Linked DNA regions of Mus musculus: all the other regions are linked to region 3. Evidence: chromatin contacts called from public HiChIP or PLAC-seq data. All regions are on one chromosome and are shown on one strand. Each heading gives the region's core, a stretch centred on a gene start, on an enhancer-like site or on the middle of the called end of the contact. The rest is flanking DNA. Distances are from core to core; before and after follow the strand shown.

Region 1 (2,967 bases), core at 202-2,701, 190 kb after region 3:
TGTTGCTATAAGAAGAAGGAATCTCCGACCCACCCAACTTGGGATCCATGTACAGCACCCCACTGTCAGCATCCACCCCTTTAAACATCTAATTCATGTCACCCATGGGGCAGACACAATGTCAGGAGGCCCCAAATCTCATGCAATTTGCAGTCAGCCCAAAGGTAGGCACAACTAGAAAAGAGAAAATTAGAACCAAGTAATTGGTCCACAGTTACACCTCAGTCAGTCTATATTTTTAGTATTACACTTACCACCTAAATATAGTAGGATTTCAGTGTGAACATCTGCTTCTACTCCTCTGATTGGCAAAAGTAAAAGAAACTAGGCAGGTACTTTGCTATGAAACAATCCTTTAATCCTAGCACTTGGGAGGCAGAGGCAGGCGGATTTCTGAGATCGAGGCCAGTCTAGTCTACAAAGTGAGTTCCAGGACAGCCAAGGCTACACAGAGAAACCCTGTCTTGGGGGGAGGGGGGGAATTGAATCCACCAAATAAATCTAACTGGTGGAAAACTGACAGAGACAGGGTTCTGGCTCATTCACAAGAGGAGTGAGGAATTAGAAAAAAATACACGTCTCTTTAGTTATTTCTTTCAAAGTGTTGTGGCTGAACTCAATGGCCTGTGCGAGCCAGGCAAGCAGCCCACCACTGAGCCCCAGGACACAGAAGATTCATTAGGTCAAACAAAGACTGTCTTCTTCAGGGTTCCAATGTAAGAAAACATGGTTCTTAGGTACGCCATCAGTGGACATGGAGAAGACATTGCCTCCCTTTCAAGGAAAATAGATGTTTTCTCCATTTAAACGTATTTGAAGCTTTTCATATGCATGCCTTTGTGATCAGTAGAGCCAGCATTTCAGTAGGGGGTTGGGGTGGGTGGGAAATTTCTGAAGTGGAAGAGTAGTAGGGCTTGAAGCTCTACAACCAGCGCTTCATTTACAAGAGAAAGGGAAACACAGGAACAGAGGCTCAGTTCCCCCAGCTCTCAGCAACCCCAGCTCTCACAGCCAGCTCGGAGCAGAAATATAAACAAACACTCTAGACGACAACAACCTAGCCAATCTCTTAGCACCTTCAAGAGAGAATCTTAAAACAGGACATCATACTCTGCATAAACAAAGATCATTCTTGAAAAGCTATCACCTGGTATCGAAGCTCTGATTTCCCCCTTTCTTCTTTTTGCTCTTTAACATAAATACATTCCGTGCTTTGACAGATTTTAGAAACTAAGCCCCTCCCCCCCACAAAGGCACCATTCAATTCCAATGTCCTTGGAGTGTTTTATCTGGGGATTAGACAACTATACCAAAACACAGCTGTTCTAGTTTTTTCTCCTTTATTTTTCACATTATATTAAAAAAAAAAAAACCCTCCCACTATCAGCCAGTCCAATTAGTTACTTGGTATCAAAAGGCGGCTTTGGTCTTTCATCTTCAGGAAAAACTGGATCCAAGCGACAGGGTGTCATGGAAACTGTATCTTGGGTCATTTCCTGTTTCAATTGTTTAGCCACAGAAAAAGTTCTGCCCTATCAGATGGAAATTAATGACTACTTGCCTTTGCTTCTGAAGATCATGCAACTAAATGAGAGAGAGAGAGAGAGAGAGAGAGAGAACTCTTTTTGACCAAATTTTCCCACCAATACTAAGAAGTGCAGAGAGAACAGTGCACCCAAAATGGCAAAACACAGACTGATGCAATGAATGAGGTTTTATTCCACTCAATTTCTGTAATCCCATGATCAGCTTGAAGGCTGTCATTGTGTTTGGGAAATACGGCTACGGGATAAGTGGTTTTAATTGTGGTTCTCTTGATTCATGCTCCTCCACTTACAACACATTCTCAAGCTCCCCTAGTATAATTCTGCTTCCAATTTGGCCATTAACAAGAGAGAAATGGCATTTTCCTTTTCAACGTGAACTACTGTCAACATAAGAAAAAAAAATACAATTGGAAGAGAGGCTGTGCTGTACCGATTTCTCAGCAAGCAAAACACCCACAAAGGCACATAGGTGCAGATGGGTACTCAGAGCTTAAAGCCTAAGGAATATGTGTTTAGAAAACAAAGTCCTGCCTAGAATTCAGTAATAATGACCGAGTGATCTAATGTACACCATCATATGTGAAAGACAGAAACAGCGCCAAGCAGGACAATGGAGAGCTAATCTATTAATGTAGCAAACATACCTCCGGTCCACATATGGGCTTGGGGAAAAAAATGTGGAAACAAAATCATTTTCAGGTTACAGGAGGATTTGCTCTAGTTAGGCACCCCTGAACTGTACTGAATCCAGGGCCTCTGTGTGCTAGGCAAGACTGACCTCCATCCCCAGCCAACTGACTCTGGGGTCAATCCTGTTCACAATTTCTGTTTTACATGCTATCCTCCCCTTAAAATCTACAGTAACACTGCAAGGGGATGGCTCTATTGTTATTAACAGTAAGGTGGGACTGGTGCTCTCTAGCTGGGAACCTCCTTTAGTGTTTTCTCACTATCCTTCAAAGACATCTTCCAGGAAATTGTCCTTAATTTACAAAAAAGATGTAGGTAGGCAGTGATCTTTTCTTTATACGCACAAAACAAGAGAAACTGAAGCAGTTTATATGAACTAATCAGACACTATTTTCTTATGAAAAAGTAATTAAAATGTGGAATTAACTGCTAAAGGCATCAACACACACACACACACGCACACGCACACGTTCAAAGAAACAGTGGACCCAAACTAACTTAAATCCAAGAGATCAGCCACCACCCAGCCACCAGGCCTCTGGCCATGAGCAGTGAAACTGGGTTTTCCCCAAGAGAGACAATTCAATAACAAAGATGGAGCTGCTGGGGGGAGAGCTGCAACAGAAGAGAAGCTGCAAACAGAGGAGAAGCTGAAAACAGAAGAGGGGCCAGAAGCATAGCTGAGTGGCATGACAAATTAATATTCTGGCTGCAACTCCCTACTTTTCAT
Region 2 (2,849 bases), core at 128-2,627, 210 kb after region 3:
TTTACCCCTCCAAAAATCTTTGGCTATGTTCCTTTACCCTTTAGTTTTAAGATGGAGTCTCACTATGTGTAGCCCATGTGATGCATGTACATGGTCCTAGCATGTTCAACATGCCGGGGTCATCATCCCTGCGAGTGTTCTTGATGCATGTCCCATGGTCCTGGCATATCCAACATGCTGGAGTTTTCATGTCTGCAACTGACCTCAGTGCATGTCCCATGGTCCTGGTATGTCTATGATTGCTGGGGTCTCCATTACAACTTAGATTGTACCTTCATAGATCCACACAATGGTCACTCAGGGCCTCCAGCTAGAGACTCTGACCCTGACACATAACTCCTGGCTCTCTGAAACCTTTATGCAAGTTTCTATGCTCCCCCCCCCCCCATTCTTATGTCTTTCATGCCTATAAAGAGGTGCCACATGGATCACACTAAGTTCTGCTGTCAGCTTGAGGTATAGTATACCTGCTCTGGCCCACAGTTGTCAGAATCTTTCCTTTCAAATGAACTTGCTTTTTTTTTTCCCCTAGAGTCTTGGCCTTATGGAACCTTTTCTATTTCTAATATACACACATACACACACACACACACACACACAAGAATGCAAGTACCCTCAGAGGCCTCCTGATGACAGTAGAGTCACCAGTGGTTATGAGCTGCCCACTGTGAGATCTAGGAACAGAACTTGGGTCCTTTAAGAGAGTAGTATTTGCTCGTAACTGCTGAGCCATCTCTCCAGTCCCACCCACAACCGCATCACAGCTCCTGATTCTCCTGCCTTAGCTTACAGAGTGCTAGAATTATAGATGTGCCACCATGTCTGGGCTTGCCCAATTTTTAGAATAAAGAACCTAAGGTTCCAAGGGACAGTAAGAGAAATTTGATTAAAATCCAAGTTCCTCTATCCTGGCTTTTGGGAGTTGTTCTGAGAACAAGATCTGCTTTTGTTTCTTCTGAATGTTCTGGAAAGTTGACTTCAGAATGAGTTTTGCAAGCCAGAGTGCTACAAACTGGGCTCACTTCACCAGGGAAACCCTCTGCATTCCTAGAACAAAGCTTTTAGCTTTGCAGGATTCTGGCCTTCAAAAGCACATCCACAAAGCTACCAGGTTAGCCTTCCTGGAAGGCACTGGTGGGGGCAAAATAGAGAGTCAAGAAAATGGCAGCAGAGTTATAAAATAAATGAGAAACCAAGTTATTGGTTTCTAAGAAACACAGAGGAAGAAGAGAGCGCAGTAATTGTTTACAGGCCACTTGAGAGTCAGCTAAAGGTGTCAGAATGAAGAAATACAACTTGAAGCAGACTAGCAGGAAAGAGTTAATCCCTCAGAATTGGTCCTCCAAGGCACATGACCCATTTGCATCCATGAAGCCAGAGTCTTAAGCTTTGCATACAAATAATTTCCCTGAACTGACCTTTGCTCCCTGCTGTTCCCAGCCTGCTTACCAACTAACTTCAGAAGAATGTGTGCCCCAGCCCAAGTGGAAAGCAGGCTGTATTTGATCAACCACTCCAGCATTCCCAACGACTGCATGACTTGAAGTGGACATTAAATACATGAAGCGTTACTTATGTCATTGTTTACTTAAGTTTCTCCTGATGAATTTGATTCACAATGAGAGTTTCAGATTTTGCAAGGAAATGTGAATGCTTTGTGGAGAAAAACATTTTAGAGAATTCTCATGTGACAATAATAGTACGATATCTATATTTTTAAATGTTACGACTGAGTCCATTTAAAAAGATCAAATGCTAATAAAATGGAAGACATGGTTAGCCTTCTCTGTAGGTTCCACATCTTTGAGCTTAACCACATGAGGATAGAAAATACAGGAGAAACTTTCATCTGTATTGAACATGTACAGATTTTTTTCTCATACCTATTCCCTAAACAGCATAGTAAGACAACGTTGTAGTGTGCATGATTAGTAATCTAGAGATGACTTAAAGTCTACAGGAGGGCTGGGGAGGGGGATCATCTACAAATGCTAACTAAGTTAACTCTGAGCAGGCTTGGGTTGTAGGTCCTGGAGCCAATCCCCTAACATAACCCAGGAAAGTTCTATCTCAGCTCACTGAAGAAGGCATACCGTTTGGCTGAGTTTAAGAACATAGCCGGTGAGCTAAGAGGAAGAGGGAACAGTCTTCCCAGCAGACCTCCCAAATGTCCACTCGGTGCTGTTTATCTTGGGAAACAGCAATGCAATACCTTCACGTCAACAACTTATGACCAAAACACCAAAACAAAATTAAACAAGAAATTCACCATGGTCCCAATTTGTCTTACCTCACATAGAGGACACATTTGGAGGTAGGAGAGAAAACGTAAAGAATAGTTCTCACAGGTTATCTCCTTGATAATAATTTACTACATCAGGATGAGATTTTTCGTAAAATAAATCTTGAGTGTTTGAAACAGATATGAATGACCTTGTAAGTATCTCAAAAAATAATTTGTTACACTTGCGTTTATTTTCATTTGAATACATGTTGTGATTTAGTTTTGAGAGCTCAATAAATGACTGCAGGCTGTTTGAAACTCACACTTTAAAGTCACAATTCTATTTTTAACTCTTCCAATATAATCATGACATTGAAACAGCCAAATATGAAACTAGAGATGGGAAAAGAGAGACTGGTCAAAAAGTGGAAACTTGCAAATCACAAATTATAAAAAAAAAAAAAAAATACCTGCCTCGATGTTTGAAGACATGATTTCATCTACAAAAATTATTATGTTGTTACTGTATCTATGGTAATATTTTTAAAAACATAAATGCCTTAGCAATTCCAAAGCACAATCACTTCACGAAAAAAGTTAAACTCATAGTCTAATAATATATGAT
Region 3 (3,056 bases), core at 249-2,748:
AATAGCCCAAAATCCTCCTGCTGTGCTTCATGTGCTGGGGTTAAAGATGGTCACTGCTTTGCCTGGCTAGCCAATATTTCTTATTTGCTGCCTCTGCACTCCTAGCATGGAACACAGTGCCTCACACAAAGGAGATAGTTCACAGCAAAACCAGCCAGGTCCGCAGGTACAGATCTGTTAAAGGCATCTTAGAAACTGAGGCAGGAAGATACAGGCTCAAGGCTGGTCTGGGCTACAGAGCAACTTCAAGGCCAACTTGAGCAACTTAGATTCTGTCTCAAAATAAAGTTAAAAAGGGCCAGGAAGATACCTCAGTGGGAAACCACTTGCTTGGCATATACAAGGCTTTAGGATCAGTCCCCCAAACTCTAAAAAACAAGCAAGCCTTCGCACACTATAACTCCCCAAGTCATGACATCAATGTGTCTTCTCTTCCCCGTCGCTTTCCCTAGCATGCCAAACACTAGTCTCATATAATTAGGAAGATTTGGAAATCCATTTTTTTTCCTATTCAATAGTTTTTAGTCCAGAGATTTTCTATAACTATTTGCCTCATTGTGTTTGGATTTGAGATTTCCCCAGAGGCTGTTGTGTTGGGGGCTTGGATATTGTTTATTGTGCTTTGGGAAGGGGCTCAACCAAGATGGCTCCAACCTCATCTGTGGACTGATCCCTTGATACATTCAAACCATGCAGCATTAGTGGGAGCAGGTCGGAAGTAGGTGGTGGGGTCCAGTTAGAGGAAGTATGCACCTGGAGGCTCGCCCTGGAAAGATATACCTCACCCACCATGAGGCCATCACTGTTTGCTTGGCCGGGGCCCAGAAATAGCATGCATGGCTAGCTAAGCATAGACTGAGACCCGTTAAACTGTGAGCCAAAAATACGTTTCCCTCTCTGAGGTGGCTTCTCCCAGCATCTGCAAGTGATGAGAAGTGTGCACCGACATGACTCATTCACTCCACACTTTCCGAGTATTTAATTACATGAATGGGAATCCCCAGGGCACAGCCAGTGGCAGAGCAGCAGGTAAAACAATGCATGCCCTTTTCTTTCTCTTTAAGCCTGCTTTTGTGGGTGTATGTGGTAGTCGTGTGAGTATGGGTGTGCACGTGTGGAGGTCGAAGGACAATCTCTAGTGTTGGTCCTTACCTCCTCCTTTGCTAGAGGCAGGGTCTCATTTGCTGCTGTATACACCAGTCTAGCCCTCCCACAGGCTCCTGGGGATTCTCCCATCTCCACCTCCCATTTCACGATGGGAAAGAACTCTGGGCTTATAGATGGGGCTTTTGTGCCTGGCTCTGTGTGGGTTCTGTGGAAACTCAGGTCCTCACTCCTTGTGCAGCAAGCGCTTTGCAAACTACAGAGCCTTCTCCTCAGCCCACAGACACATTTTCTCATCCAACAAATAACCATTTACTCGATGCCAGGCAGTTGTGCTGTGTACTGAGAACTGCGAGGGATCACGGAAAAAAATGTTATCTGAACACAAAGGACCTCTGGCAGCAATTGCAAAGGCATATGTAGAAAAGCATCTATGGAGATAGCCTCAAGTAAGATCCACACTTTAGGAATGAGGCCAGGCACCCATGAGGAATAGAAGACCAAACTTGGCTTCTGTAGTTTAGCATTCTGCTTATGTGTTTATGTTCCACTTCCTGAGACACTGTTACTTGGGAAAACCCAAGGTTCCTTCAGGGACTCACTCGCCATCTAGTGGCCACAGGCAGTAACTTCAGGAGAATAGTTCCAAAATATGTCTGCTTTTGACTAGGTTTTTGTTCATCATTCAAGGATGAGGGAGAAATCCCATTTTCAAAAAGAAAAGGTTGCCTAGCGATTGCACACACACACACATACACACATGCACGCGCATACACACTCAAGGAAAAATTATCTGTCTAAACTCGGCTGTGAAGTTTCTAATGAGGAAGTAACAGCAATATAAACTCACAAGGGGCAAATAAACACATGCTGGCTGCTTTTTTCAACTTAAAAATAATCCAGCAGATACCAGACAGAACTTGCTGTTTTCAAGAGAAATATGAGACAAAGCAGACAGACACACGGTTACAAAGCTGTTTAGTAAGTAGCTCAACTTGAAAGGCTCATATGCTGCCGACAAGAACAAACACTTTTAAGTTGTCTTGGGATATTGATGAAAGTGGGGTTGGGGTATTCGCAACACAAGAGTATTTGCCTAGCATGCACCAGATCCTAGTTTTCATTCCCAGCACCAAAGGTATAAAACCTTATGCTTTAAAACATGTCCTCACGAACTATCTCTAACAAGTTTCCAAGCAATCGAAATTTTCATTCTAGGAACATCATCACTATGCAGCTTACCAGGGGCCTAGGTGTTTAGCACTCTAGCATACGCATGCGTGTGTGCACACACACACACATGCACGCACGCACACTCAGCATAACGTAGAAGCCTGGCACTGCTTTCTCCTGAGCTCCAGCCCTTCCTTGGATCATGAACTACTTTCCCTTTCTCCTTTGTTCACTCCAGGAGTCTCTCTCCTTCCCCCATGTATGGATCTATGAACACATCTGCGCGTCATTTCTGGGTTCCCCTAGAGTATTAGCAGGGAGGAGAGAGCACAGGTGCAACCCCCCCCCCCCTGCTCCCACCGTCCCATGCCCTTTAATCTTCAAGGACTTTACCAGGTAGAAATTTTATTCCTGTTATTTATGTATGTATTTATTTTCGAGACAGAGTGTCCCTGTGTAGCCCTGGCTGGCCTGGAACTTGCTGAGGAGTAGATCAGGTTAGCCTCCACATAACAGGATCTGCCTGTCCCCGCATCTAGAGTTCTGGGATTAGATGTGTATTACCACAGCTGGCCATTCTACTTTTAAGAATCAGGAAACTAAGGACTAAAGTAGCTCGCTAGAGTCTCAACAAGAGGTGATAGACTCTAAAGTGAACTCATCCTTGCCTCGAGGGTGTCCCCCAGCCCCACATTGTCCAGTGCACAGGACACGCCCAGTACAGGAATGACACACAGGACCACCACTCAAAACCATGTTGACAAAACAATCAATTCTAT

What was found. HiChIP or PLAC-seq counts read pairs in DNA pulled down with a chosen protein or histone mark.
Region 1: a contact with region 3 is called in an H3K27ac HiChIP or PLAC-seq map of stem cell-derived neural progenitor cells, with 2.1 times the contacts expected there. The contact joins two enhancer-like sites. A contact is called at or near these places in 1 of 484 Hi-C or Micro-C datasets (embryonic stem cells), 4 of 115 datasets of contacts at active chromatin or transcription factors (embryonic stem cells and stem cell-derived neural progenitor cells) and 1 of 9 other capture datasets (adipose tissue).
Region 2: an H3K27ac HiChIP or PLAC-seq map of oligodendrocyte precursor cells shows a contact between it and region 3, with 5 times the contacts expected there. The contact joins two enhancer-like sites. A contact is called at or near these places in 10 of 39 promoter capture datasets (the 3T3-L1 cell line, frontonasal cranial neural crest, hippocampal neurons and 5 more), 8 of 484 Hi-C or Micro-C datasets (the C2C12 cell line, the MC3T3-E1 cell line, cortical glia and 5 more), 12 of 115 datasets of contacts at active chromatin or transcription factors (embryonic basal ganglia, embryonic forebrain, embryonic hindbrain and 7 more) and 1 of 9 other capture datasets (embryonic stem cells).

Annotation. Positions count from the first base shown.
Region 1 is chr4:100,810,010-100,812,976 of GRCm38.p6, reverse strand. All of the region lies in intron 1 of Cachd1 (cache domain containing 1), which reads right to left. Among named protein-coding and RNA genes, the nearest start is that of Cachd1, 35 kb to the right of the region's middle. Within about 2 kb of position 1,451, at least 33 of the 459 cell types and tissues checked have an H3K27ac peak or open chromatin away from gene starts, as enhancers often do. A contact at or near this core is called in stem cell-derived neural progenitor cells, where this site is marked.
Region 2 is chr4:100,791,954-100,794,802 of GRCm38.p6, reverse strand. All of the region lies in intron 1 of Cachd1 (cache domain containing 1), which reads right to left. Among named protein-coding and RNA genes, the nearest start is that of Cachd1, 17 kb to the right of the region's middle. Within about 2 kb of position 1,377, at least 41 of the 459 cell types and tissues checked have an H3K27ac peak or open chromatin away from gene starts, as enhancers often do. A contact at or near this core is called in cortical glia and oligodendrocyte precursor cells, where this site is marked.
Region 3 is chr4:100,996,958-101,000,013 of GRCm38.p6, reverse strand. The region is part of intron 26 of Cachd1 (cache domain containing 1); the gene reads right to left. Among named protein-coding and RNA genes, the nearest start is that of Raver2, 71 kb to the left of the region's middle. Within about 2 kb of position 1,498, at least 26 of the 459 cell types and tissues checked have an H3K27ac peak or open chromatin away from gene starts, as enhancers often do. A contact at or near this core is called in cortical glia, oligodendrocyte precursor cells and stem cell-derived neural progenitor cells, where this site is marked.